Linked DNA regions of Capra hircus: region 1 is linked to region 2. The links are chromatin contacts, called in public Hi-C maps. All regions are on one chromosome and are shown on one strand. Each heading gives the region's core, a stretch centred on a gene start, on an enhancer-like site or on the middle of the called end of the contact. The rest is flanking DNA. Distances are from core to core; before and after follow the strand shown. Region 1 holds the start of RAB13 (ras-related protein Rab-13). Region 2 has its middle 28 kb from the start of SLC27A3.

Evidence for each region. A called contact is a pair of places that touch in the nucleus more often than the background predicts.
Region 1: a contact with region 2 is called in a Hi-C map of blood, with 8 times the contacts expected there. The contact joins the promoter of RAB13 here to the enhancer-like site in region 2. A contact is called at or near these places in 3 of 5 Hi-C or Micro-C datasets (all in blood).

Annotation. Positions count from the first base shown.
Region 1 is chr3:103,694,231-103,701,025 of ARS1.2, reverse strand. RAB13 (ras-related protein Rab-13) reads left to right here and starts at 1,944. Exons shown (of 8, transcript XM_005677470.3): 1 at 1,944-2,056; 2 at 6,637-6,697. RPS27 (40S ribosomal protein S27) reads right to left here and starts at 1,914. Exons shown (of 4, transcript XM_005677468.3): 1 at 1,818-1,914; 2 at 1,395-1,503; 3 at 717-827; 4 at 334-425. The coding sequence starts at 1,823. The coding sequence ends at 397. It overlaps NUP210L (nuclear pore membrane glycoprotein 210-like), which reads left to right. Exons shown (of 40, transcript XM_013977080.2): 40 at 1-219.
Region 2 is chr3:103,553,495-103,559,926 of ARS1.2, reverse strand. No RefSeq gene overlaps it. Among named protein-coding and RNA genes, the nearest start is that of SLC27A3, 28 kb to the right of the region's middle. Within about 2 kb of position 5,131, at least 4 of the 5 cell types and tissues checked have an H3K27ac peak or open chromatin away from gene starts, as enhancers often do.

The DNA of each region.
Region 1 (6,795 bases), core at 695-3,194, 140 kb before region 2:
CACACCTCCAAACAAGGCTTCTGAGAACTGTAAATAAAGGATCCTAGGCTACTTTATATTAAAGTGGTGTGCTGGATTGCGTTTTAAATATCAACTGTCAGTTCTTAATTCTAAGAAAACACAAAAGTGAAATGAAATACCCCATTTACATACTATTCCAGTTTTTAATCAAGCTCTGCAGATTTACTCCATGAACCTAGGGATAGCAATGTCCCAAATGGACTTTTTAAGTTCTTGGCCACTTACTTGCCCCAAATGACTCTAGAATCCACTCTTCTGGTTGCCCCTGAATACGTGAGGTAGGAACTTCCTAGCAGTAAAACAAGACAATAAACAGGATGTATCCAAAACGTGTTTATTGGGATGGTTTCCCGTTCATCTTGATACAGGGTACTTTTAGTGCTGCTTCCGTCTGAAAGAGCATCCTGCAAAAAAAAAAAAAAAAAAAGTTCAAAGGTTAACTGATAGCAGCCTCCTTACCCTGCCTGAACCCCACAAAACAAAATGCCTCTAACCGGTATGAAACCTACATTTGTATTTTCTTCAACTCTTTTACCTTCTGCCTAGTCACTAGACATCAGATTCAGCTCATATGAAGCCCTTTTATCACCCATCCACCCAGCTTTAGACAGTAGCATTTTGAGACACATGCTTCCCGATTACGCATTTGGTTGACATAAAGAAGAAAAGCATAAAAATTACATTAAACCATTTACCTTCTGTAAGCCTTGCTTTTCCTCCTGTAGGCTGGCAGAGGACAGTAGAGCAGCCAACACACAAAACTACTGTTTGTGCATGGCTGAAGACGGTGGTGATTTTATAGCATCCTGCGGGGGGGGGGGGAAACATCAAGGAGTTACCCTTTTCCCCCCAAACCTTTCTTCACTTAAACATATGCTGTCATGCATTAACTGTAAAACAAGTATGCTATGAAAATTCTTGGAACTTACTTTCCATACCTAAACTTGATTATCTGGCTCTAGATATACATCAAAGTCAACTCAAAAGCAACCTCGACCATGTGCCCCAACCTATGCATTTTCTGAGTAATCTAATCAACATCATCCAAAAAATTATTCAAAAGTCAGAAAGAAAAAAATCCTGTACTTGGTAAGGAGAGATGCTCAGTAACTGGTCAACATACCCACCCCTTTGCCGCCAGGAACAAGTACATAAATTACCACAGAAGCCCAACATTATCATTCCAGTGTTTCCCAACAGAAACGTTGCGGTCTACAGAGTTTTGAAGGGGACTCTCTGGATCACTCCTCCTAAAGCGCAAAATTTTACTCATCTCTAACATTCAAATCTGAATACAATTAGGGCTTCACGGATACCTTTTTTCAACTCGTGAGATTCAGTGCTTTCCCCACTACCACATGTTATCTCCTCACCTGGGCATTTTACATCCATGAAATAGGAATTGGGGCTCTGCACCAGGCGCTTCTTCTTGTGTTTCCTCTTCTCCTCTTCTGGAGAGGGATGAAGAAGATCCTTTGCGAGCTAACAGAGGCAGAAATGTAGAAATTTAGAAACCAATGGTGAACATGGATGATCGAAAACAGCCCCCACTGCCACACAACGGGGAGAGCTCGTCCCTTGTCGCCCCTGGTGTCTGCGCAGCTGGGCCGCCATCTTATTGCCTCTCCGCTCCCGTCCAAGCACGGGTCCCAGCTGGCCTCTGCGGCCCCTGTAGTTAACTTGTCCTGGGAAGTGCGGAGGGCAAATGAGGGCCCTCTGTGATCCCAAATCAGCGTGAGAGCAGCGTGCAGACAGAAGAATGAGATCTCCACGGAAACCTAGCCGAAGGAACTCACAGGCATGTTCTCGTGAGGAGGTCGTCACCGCCGGAAAGGGGCGGAAGCGGAAATCCTGATCCTTAAATTTGCCGTCCCGCAGGAAATGACGTTAGGGCCTATCGCCGCCATGTTGAGAAGGTCCTTCTCTCATGGTCTTGGGCGATGGGGCGAGGTGGGGGCTGCCATTTGGGGAAGGTCTCTAAATGACAGGACTCAGATGAGTCGCCATGTTAAGAGAGTGAGCTTGGCATCTTAAGGTCAGTGTCTGGTCTCCGTCAAGGGGTAAATAGACATTTTTAAAATTTCGCGCTACACTTTAACAACAGGAACTGCTTAGGAAAACAGACTGAGTTGTGTCTATGACTTGTTAAATTTCTTTACTATTTTTCAATTGGTTTAGTTTCCCCATTTTTAACAATTCAGTAATGTAAATATAAAAAAGGCAAGTTCTCATCTTTTCCGCACTTTCAGCCTATTTCTAGGACTAACCGTTGTTAATTTTATTCTCTCCTTTCCATCTTTCTCTGTAATAATTATTACATTACTCACTTCTGTATTGTTCTGACTGCTTTGAATGTTAATCTTCACAACTCTGTCTTTACATTCCCACATCCTTTCCACTACATTTTCATCAGAACTACATTTCCAAGATTTGTAATCTTGGCAGCACTGAAACTCTGGACAGGGAATGAAAAGAAAGAAAAAAGACCAAATCATTATCTTCTACAGTAACGATCAAAGGGTTAAAATGTCCATTTGTCATAAAGGAGGAGCAAAAATGACTCAGATGGTATATGAGGACCTGGTTAATTCCAAAGGAATAGAATGGGACAAGGGATGTGAGTTCTTGTCAAGGATACGCTGGTACACGTTTGCTGCTGCTGCTGCTGCTGCTAAGTCACTTCAGTCGTGTCCGACTCTGTGTGACCCCATAGACGGCAGCCCACCAGGCTCCCCCGTCCCTGGGATTCTCCAGGCAAGAACACTGGAGTGGGTTGCCATTTCCTTCTCCAATGCATGAAAGTGAAAAGTGAAAGTCAAGTCGCTCAGTCGTGTCCAACTGTTCGCGACCCCATGGACTGCAGCCTACCAGGCTCCCTCGTCCATGGGATTTTCCAGGCAAGAGTACTGAAGTGGGGTGCCATTGCCTTCTCCAGGTAAACGTTTAACCATTGACTTTATAGAGGGGAGCCCTGATTTGTTGTCTTTGGTAATTTCAATGGAGAAAATACTCTTACCTTGGCCGGTTTCAGACTACCAATGTCATTAAACACGGATTTGGAAAGCACAGTCTGTTTTCATGAGCCAGTAATAGTTGGTTCCAGCACACTACTGTTGTTGTTCAGTTGCTCAGTCATGTCAGACTCTTTGCAACCCCATGGACTGCAGCGGGCCAAACTTCCATGTCCTTCACTATCTCCCAGAGTTTGCTCAAACTCAAGTCCATTGAGTCAGTGATGCTATCCAACCATCTCATCCTCTGTTGGCCCTGCCCCTTCTCCTCCTGCCTTCAGTCTTTCCCAGCATCAGGGTCTTTTCCAATGAGTCCACTCTTTGCATCAGGTGGCCAAAGTATTGGAGCTTCAGCATCAGTCCTTCCAATGAATATTCAGGGTTGATTTCCTTTGGGATTGACTGGTCTGATCTTGCTGTCCAAGGGACAACTCTCAAGAGTCTTCTCCAGCACCAGAGTTCAAAAGCATCAATTCTTCATCTCTCAGCCTTCTGTATGGTTCGGCATACTACTGATGGGTGAGAAAAACCTCTGAGGAAGTGACATGTTCCCAGGTGGCTCAGTGATAAAGGATCCAGCTGCCAATGCAACTGGATGCAGTTTCAATCTCTGTGTCGGGAAGATCTCCTGGAAGAGGAAATGGCAACTCACTCTGATATTCTTGCCTGGGAAATCCCATGGACAGAGGAGCCTGCTGGGCTACCGTCCATGGGGTTGCAAAAGAGTCAGACATGGAAAGAAAATATCAGACACAACTTAGCAACTAAACAACAACAACAATTTAGAGAGCTGAAAAAGAATAGTCTATTGCTGGGGATGAAAAGTCCAGATTCAGACGAGATAAGATGAAATAAAAAAGAACTAATAGGTTTTTATCAGACAGATCCATGAAAATTGAAGAATAATTTAAAGCACTAGGGAGAGAGAGTTTGACCAGCAGGGAGAAGTAGAGAATACTCGAGTTTTGTAATACAACTTGAAGACATAATGAGTGGTGAGATAAAGGATAAAAGAGAATTGAATAGCTGTGTTTGAGAGGGACAAACATTGGCACAGAGTATGACAAGGATAACTGAAGTGACAGAAGATTCCTTTTCATAACCGGTACACTATGTTTAAAGACGGACTATTCTACTGACCTGCTATTAGAAAAGCAGGTATTTTGAATATTTTTTCCAAAGCAAAGATAAATTTGGTTTTGTGTAGCCATGTTCTCCATATTTCAGCTTTCTGGTTGCCAAGGCTACACAGTCACAGTCTGTTCATTAGTGTGTTAGGAGTACTGCCTCCGGAGTGTGTTAAAAGATCCACATCTCATCAAGAGAATGACACCGGACATTTGTAATCTCAGTCTCTATCTTCCTGAGCTGGCCTGTCAGAGAATTCATACACAGCGTCCCAGAAGGAAGACCGTTCAAGATGAAGCTCCAGAACGTATCTAGGTGAACAGTGTATGGGCTTGGAGACTGGGAGAGGGAGTGTGTGGAGCTGATTATATAGTATAATTAATTTTAATTTTCACTCTGTTCCACCAGGGGGCAGACTGACTCAACAAATAGCCATCAACTCCAGCCATGCCGCTTTTTTCAAAAAGAGTTGGGATTCTAAAACTAAGGGCTTGGAAAAGTAACGCCAGAATTCTAGAAACTGCCCCAGAAGGATTCTATTTTTCTTGAGTTCCCCTTTCAAAAATCAGTCTCCAATTTTTGCCAATTCCTGTGTTATCCTGGCCTTCACCCTTATTCTCCCAAACTTTCGTTTTCCCCGAATTCCTCTAAAATTCCTCTTCCCTTGGTCATTCTGATTAAACCTCCACTTCACCCCAGCCTCTCTGGCTTCTGACTGGAAGAGCGAAGTCAAAAGAGGGGGATGATATTGAGCAAAATCTGTTCAAAATGGCTAGGGAGACAGGCCAGCATTGGCTGGGAAGGGAAAGCCAGAGAGCTGGAGGCTGGGCTGTCCGAGGAGGCCAGCTGAAAGGGATGGGCGGGCACGGGGTGGGGCCCGGAGGAGTGCCGCCTCTCCTCTTTCCCAGAGCCTGGGCGGAGAGGGAGGAAAACTTCCTGGCTGGGGCTCCGGCCCGCTCCCTTTGCCAACCCTCCAGTCCCGCCTACCGGTGCCCTTCGCTTCCCCACCCCTCTCCCGGCACCCCCAGTGTCCGCCATGGCCAAAGCCTACGACCACCTCTTCAAGTTGCTGCTGATCGGGGACTCAGGGGTGGGCAAGACTTGTCTGATCATTCGCTTTGCAGAGGACAACTTCAACAACACTTATATCTCCACCATCGGTGAGCCCACTGGCCATAGCCTAGATCCCCAGCTACCCCATACCCTCATTCCTAGGCTGTTGGATTACTAGTGGCCCGCTTTAGAGTCCGGCTTCTGGACTCCAGTCCCTCAGCCTCTCTCTCTCAGACCCATCCCCCTTATATGTCTCAGGATGGTACCCAAACCTCTAACCTCTCTGAGACCTCCAGATCACTCCTCAGTTGTGCCTGCGCCAACCCCTATTTTCTTGGTGCCACCTGTCTCCCTTGTCTCCACAAATTCACATGAACCCGAGTCTGTTTCCCTCTCAGCTCCTCTTCCCCCACCCTCATCCACCTAGAACTCTTGCTCCATTCTCCACATTTCCTGTGTCCCCCTTTCCCTGACCATCTGTCTCCCAATTTTGCCAGCCTCTTTCTGTGCCAACTGAGTTACACACTTTCCCACTGCATTCCCACCTTACCATCTACTTTCCCGTCTCTCTGCCCCTCAACTTAGGGGGTTGGGGAGGGTGGCACAGAGGGGCTGGGTGTGCCCGAGAGCAGCCCAAGGACTGGGATCATGAATATGCTGTCAGCCTGGTAAGGAAGGTGGGACTGAGGGGACTTTTGGGGTCTCTGAGTCAGCCTGGTGACTCAGCCTGCTCCCTGGGGCTCCTCACTGGCTCAGGGGAGGTACACAAGTTTCCACTAAGAACATTGTCTCCCCTCCTCCCCCTCATTGTTCTTAACCTCCTCTGGCCTGGGTAGTAAGACCAGGAGAGTCTCAAGACAATTCTGGTTAGAAAGTGGAGGGGAAAATATCCCTCTCTCATATCTCAGTCTCAGGGGAATCTTGTTTAGACTCAAGTTTTCTTGTTTCCGAGCCTGGCATACTGTTAATCCACATGGACTGGTATCAGCTTCCTTTTTCCTTGCTCTTCACCCTATAGAGTCAGGAGGCTATGTGGGAGAATGGAGAGTAGAGGGTTCTAAGACAACAGAAGGGAGAAGGAATTAGAAAGTAGTATTTTGGGGGAGACAGATTGAATTGAGAGAGTTGTCAGCTGGCACGGCTGAGTGGACCCAAGAAGTGCCTTAAAGGCCTTTAGCCTCCTTGCAGAGTTTTCAACATCTTCTTTCCCACAAAGTCTATAAGATCTAAGTAAAAACAATACGCTTGCTGTACAAGTACCGCTTTGAGAAAATCCCCGTAGTTTTATACTTCCTGCAAGACTGCTTCCCAAGTGCCTTCCCTGCAGAATCTCTGCACTGCTCCATTCCCCTCCCTCTCGCCACGCACTGGCACGTGCACATACGTACACGTCTGGACTTCAGTGTTCCCTCTCCACCCCTAGGAATTGATTTCAAGATCCGCACGGTGGATATAGAGGGGAAAAAGATCAAACTGCAAGTCTGGTGAGTGAATCCCCCAGGACTTCGAAACCAGACTTACTCATTTATTTCCTATAATCTGTAGTTTCTCTTTAGTTTCATTTCTCTCACTTTCCCATCGC
Region 2 (6,432 bases), core at 3,882-6,381:
CAGGCAGCGAGCTGCTCTCATCCTGGCTGCAAGAGCATCCAGCCTTGGACTCTGTGGATGTGCCATCTGTCAGAGGACCAAGATGGAGGCAAAGCTCAGCCCCTCCTCCTCCTCGAAGATCGATGGCCGTAGGTCCTACGGTAAGGGCCTGCTTGGACCCCAGGCCTGCTACCCTGCTACTGGATCCCACTCCCCAGGGGTGGCAAGGGGCACATTGTGCCGGCAGACAACATGGGAACTGCGCTTGCCATCCCCATTGCCACTGAAGGCCTGGAGCTTGATCTCAAAGAGGGTGGCTGGCTCTGCAAGGAGCAGGAGATTGTGACGGGAACAGACTGTCCGGACTGGGACACTCAGTGCCTGGGGCAAGACCTCACTGAGAAGGGGCACAAGACGGTTCAGGGCCTCATCCAGACCTATGTAGAGAAAGGAACTCAGTGCTAGCCAGAAGCAGGGGCCCTTCAAAATGGGCAGCAGGCAGCTCGCAGTGAGAGTTTGAAGCCTTGGATAGACCCCAGTTGGAGTGGCAGCTCCCACGGGGCCTGCACAGAGGTGACACTGAGCGCTTTGGTGGAGAAACCGAGGGCAGCAGGGGCTGCAGAGGAAACGAGATGAGCTGGTTGGCAGCTGTTTGCCCGAGACCAGCGGCTCTACAGGGCTGGAGAAGCTGTCGCTCACTGCTGCCCATGGTGGAAGTGTGGATGGAGGCTGAGTCCTGGCTGGCACCCTCTGCTGAGTAGGCCCGCACATGAATAGAATAGACCGTGGTGGGCTCCAGGTTGGAGAAGACGTGCTCAAAAGGTACCTTTACCCACATCCTCTTGGAGCTCTGGACCAGCTGGCTTTGAGAAGCAGAGAAGCTTGGCAACCAGCATCCCTCTGCCTTACTATAAACATCCCCCACCACCACAAAGTGGGCACAGAGCCCCAGCTAGGTCTCCAAGGGGAGAAGGGAGAGGGGCCTCAGGAGCCAGGATGAGAAAGGCTGAGGATAAGAAGAGGGCTGAAGAGCAAAAGGAAGTACCAGAGGTCCAGGCAGGTCTGGGCATCACTAAGAGTAAGGGACTCCTGTCCATCCACCCACACCCACTTCCCACTGGCCGGACGTGCCACACAAAGCTGATGATGGGTCCCCAGCTGGAGGGCAGTGGTCCCCAAGATGCTCAAACGGCAGAGGTGGAGAGAGCCATCACCTGCAGGCCCATGGGAATGGGGCATAGCTCTGGATGCCGTCACAGCCAGGCGGGCACTGGCCTGGTTGGAGCCCGCACCATTCTCTGCCATGTATTGGTAGATGGCCTCGTCCTCTGCGGATATCCGCACCAGGGAAAAGCAAACACAGCCAATGGGGCTCCTTCCCTCCGAGTCCCCTGCCCTGGTGGAGTGGCAAGACCCATGGCCCAGCGCAGAAGCAGAAGGACACACCGCCTGTGTGCTGGTGTCGCTGGTGTTGGAGCAGGCTGGGCAGAGCCTCCTGTGGGTGGAGTTGGCTGCAAGGATTGTGGACAGTAGATGTAGGAAGAGAGTGTTGTATACAGGCGGGGGCAGATGCTTGGGGCAGGTGAGGGGACCTCAGCACTCAGGCAGGGTGGAGGGGGTGGAACAGGGGCACCTTGAGTACCTGTTGTAGGTCAGCCGAATGTTATCCCCAGGACTCAACCCCTTCCCATTCTTCAGCAAGACCAGCCAGGACTCAGGGACACCCTGGGCTACACAGATGAAGATGGTGCTGCTGCCTGGAGGCTTGGACAAGGACTGTGGCCACTGGACAAACTCGGAGGGAGCCAGGCAGGTGATGGCAGGTGGGAGGTGCCATGAGGCCTGGCCTCTCACCCTCCTGCTGCTCCTCTCCTCATCCAGGTTCCCGTGGCAAGTGGGGTGGCCCAGGACCCTCCCTAGCTGGCCCTTGGGGCTCACCCTGCACAAGCAGGATGCTCTGTGCCATCGTCGGATCTGAGTTCCGGGCCGATTGACCGCACAGACGTAGGTGCTCGAGTGTTGGACCAGCACTTCAGAGATCACAAGGTTCCCAGGGCCCAGGACGTGGATGCCCTCTAAACTGATGGAGCAGCCACCTGCAGGGAGACAACTGGTCAGAGCTGGGAAGGTGCAAAGTGCTGGGGACTCCGGGAGGCGGGACAGGGCAGGACTGCTACACACCCAGGTGGCTCCAGGAGACCAGTGGCCGTGGGTGGCCTGTGACAATGCATTCCAGCACTGTACCCTCGGGTTCTGAGCCCCAGACAGGATCTCTGGCTCCTGTAGCAGCTGTGGGGATCCCACTGAGAGGGGGAAACAGAAAATTGAGGGATCGGGAAACAGAACTCTCCCCTTGAATCCAGGACACACTTCCGCTCCCAGAGGCCCCTTCTAATCCTCAAGTGACCAGACCCCAGAGGTGTTGCTATTTTACTCCTGGTTTACATATAAAGAAAATTACTTGCCCAAGGTCCTATGGCAGTAAATAGAAGTGCGTGTGTGTGTGTGTGTGTGTGCGCGTGCGTGCGTGCGTGCGTGCGTGTGTGTGTGTGTCTGTGTGTGTCTGTGTCTATGGACCATACCTGTCAGCCTCCTCTGTCCATAGGATTCTCCAGGCAAGAGTACTGCAGTGGGTTGCTGTGCCCTCCTCCAGGGGACCTTCCTGACCCAGGGATCAAACCCATGTCTTCCTGAGGCTCCTGCATGGCAGGTGAGTTCTTTACTAGGGAATCCCACAAATAGAAGTATACTTCATTTTATTGCACTTCACAGATACTGCAACGGTTTTTTTGTTTTTTAAACAAATCAAAAACTTGTGCCAACCCTGCATTATCAGATGATGGTTAGCAATTTTAGCTATCAACATTTTTATATGAGGTATGTACTTTGTTTTATACATAATGCTATTTAATAGGATACAGTAGAAACGTGATTTTATATGAACTGGGAAGCCAAACAATTCACGTGACTCACTCTATTGTGATAGTCACTGTAGTCTGGCACCAAACCTGCAGTACCTCTGAGGTCGGCCTGCATCAGAGCTAAGCAGCTTTGGTGTACTAAGCAGGCCCCAAGTTAAACTGGAGGGGTGGAGAGAGGGAAGGGTGTATGCAAGCCCCCCGCCACCACAGAGTGCCCCTGGAAGGCCTGCAGCAGTGTCAGAACGTGAACTGACCAGGTGGACCAGGTAGGGACGTAGTCCCCTTCCCTAAGTCAACCACAAAACTGCCGGAAGACCCTTCCCTTAGAAAGAGAGCCAGGGCCCCCTGCCAAGTGAGCGTGTCTCAGCTGCTCAAATGGGATGCAAAAGTTTTTCTGAAACACACTGCTCTTTGGGTCTAACAGCATCTTCATTTTCGGGCGCCCTCTCCCATCTTATCAAATCAGCGAGTCATCACTGGGGGGCTGCCTTGTGTGAGGTGTTGCTCCCACGCTGGGAGTACAGCTGTGAACAGCAAGGGACCAGGCCTTTGTCTTCCTTCATCCTGTCACCCCCATTCTTGTTTTGCCGCTTTTTATTTTATGAGATTTTGTAACACATACTTATTTAACCTTTTCATAAATGTCCTTTATTAAAAATTTAGGAATTCCCTGGCAATCCATTGGTTAGAATTCTGTGCTACCACTGCAGGGGGCCCTGAATTTGATCCCTGGTTGGGGAACTAGGAACCCACAAGCCATAGCAAGACAAAAACAAAAAAAGTTCTCATACAAAGTTACATCTCTCAAAGTTTCTGGGCTTCCCTGGTGGTGCTAGTGGTAAAAAATCTGCCTGATGCAAAAAATGTGGGTTTGATCCCTGGGTCAGGAAGATCCCCTGGAGTAGGAAATGGCAACCCACTCCAATATTCTTGCCTGGAAAATTCCATGGACAGAGGAGCCTCGCAGGCTATAGCCCATGGGGGTTGCAAAGAGTCAGAGCTGACGGAGCTCCCACACACACACACACATATACACACATACCAGAGACTCAGCCGGCAGAGAACCCACCTCCCAATGCGGGGGACTTGGGTTTGACCCCTGGTCCAGGAAGATCCCACATGCTGCAAAGCAGCTAAGGCCATGCTCCATGACCACTGAGCCTGTGCCCTAGAGCCCAGGAGCTGCAACTCCTGAGCCCACATGCCAAAACTATTGAAACCTGGATACTCTCTCCACAGCAAGAGAGCCCCCCACCACGAGAAGCCGGTGCACTGCACTCGAGATCAGCCCCCGCTCGCCTCCACTGGAGAAGAGCCCATGCCGCAACGAAACCCAGCACGGCCAAACGTGATTGTTCAGAAAGCTCCTCAAAAAAAAAAAAAAAAAAAAAGAAAGCTCCTCAAGGACTGGTGTAAAGTCTTACCCACATTTGAATCTGGCTCAAGGTCTAGCACAGCATTTCGTCCATTCTCCACTCAGCCCACCACTGTATATTGAGGGTCTACTTTGGACCAGGCCCTCCTCAGTTTGCCTCCCGAAGCTCTAGCTCCAGCTGTGGACTGTCTTGAAATGTCCTGGCGGTGGCCAAGGAGGCCATGTTCCACCTGGTCAGACCGTCTAGTGGGCAGAGCTGGTGCATATGACATCCATCCCTGGCTGAACGCCTCCGCATGCCAGGCTTTATACTGTGAGCCCCCATGCGCTGGGCCCCTTTAATCCTCACTACAAGCCTGTGAGGCCAGCGCTTTTACTTCTCCAAGTTCACAGATGAGAAAACTGGGTGTCAGAGAGGGCAAGTGACTTGTTCAGCCCCAGAGGGCCTGGCAGAAGTGGAACGCAATCCTGGGTCTTGGAAGCACTGCTGAAAGCATTCCCTCCGGGCACTGTGCGCTCCTTCAAAGTCCGGGAAATCCCGTGTCCCTGGTGCCTGCCCAGGGTAACGCCTGCCCCAGGGAAGCGCTCTAGGGGTGGATGGCTGGGGCCTCGGTACGCAGATCCTGTCTCCTGTCCCTGGGGAAATGTCTACACTGATCCCAGCTGCCTCTGTGAAATGTAGGCTGCCATGTAGCTCAGTCACTGGCTGATCTGCGCCCAACAAGCACCTGCTTGTCATCTGCCTAAGCTCTCTGGCCATTCAGTCCCCTGCCTCTGCGGCCAGCAGGATGGAGGACCCGTGCCTGGCCAGTCACTTTGCCAGGAGCACTGATCATCATGGAAGCCGGGCATCCTGCCCTGCCCTCATGCCTGGGATGGTGGACGGGAACAGGAAGTGGAAAGCCGCAGGAGCCTCACCCCAGCTTCCCTCTGCTCTCAGGGAGGAGCCCCTGATCCCCGCTCTGCTCTTTCAGTTTCTAAGTCAGCTCCAGATGAGAGACACTCCAGATGTCCCCTTCCTCTTTCGGTTTTCAGTTTAAAAATTAAGCATCTTTTGGTAGAATTTTGCCTTGATGCTTGCCCAGTGTTCACTCGTTATCTGTACTGCGGGGGCCCCCTAGTGGATAATTCAGGCATGCTTTCCCTTCACACTCCGGTGGCATCTTGGCTTCAGGCTGCGGCGTGGGTCTTAACCTGTTCCCCGCTAGGTACCATCTCTTCATAGTTTCTGCTGCAACCCTCATTTTGGGCACAAAACTCTCCCACCCCACGTGGCCTGTATTTCGGGTCACTTTTGGAGTTTCAGGTACAAGGCTGTTTTCACCCAAAGGAGGAAACACGCACGTGTGTGTGTGCGTGTGCACACACACACATGCACATACATCTGAGCACACCATGCACAAACACGAATGTCCCCCAGCATCCACCCACAGCTGAGTCGCAGGAGCCCCTGAGCCCATCCAAAGGGCTCCCACTGCTCTCTGGATCAAGCCCAGACTCCTCATGATGGGCCTCACCGCCCTTTCCTACATCGATTTCTTGTTTCCTTGAGTTCTCCCCATTCTCTGGTCCAGCAACATGGAACTGCCTGCGTGAGCTGCACTATTCTAACCCTTGTGCTTTTACAGGAAGCAATGCCACCCTCCCCATCTTCCTGACCTTGGCCTGCCTCTCCTGCACTCAGCTTGGTATAGCTTTGCCCATAGCCCAAGGCTGGGTTAGAGGCCTCTGCCCTGGGTTCCCGCAGCACTTCCCTCTCCACTCAGTTGCCAGCTCTGGGAAGCTGGTAATGGGCTGAGCCTCTTCCACCTGCTTACATCTGTATTCCCACACCCAGCGCAGTCCCTATATGTAGCCAGCGCTCCAAGTTTCTGTACCACATGCAGCTACATCAGCCACACCCACTCCCTGTGGCGCCAGCTCCCACACCCTCCTCTGCCGGTGCCCGCTCTGATCCCCCGGTCCTCGCTTACCTTTCAGCACCAGCCGAGCATCCTGGCTGTGGCGAGTACTGGCCACACTGTGAGCCACGCAGCAGTATGTGCCCGGGTCAACCTGGCTCACGCTAGTGATGCGGAGGATGCCTGCAGGGGTCTGTGGCTGGGCAGTGGCCCGCAGCCCCTCACCCCGCCACACTCCTCACTATGATCACCTGTG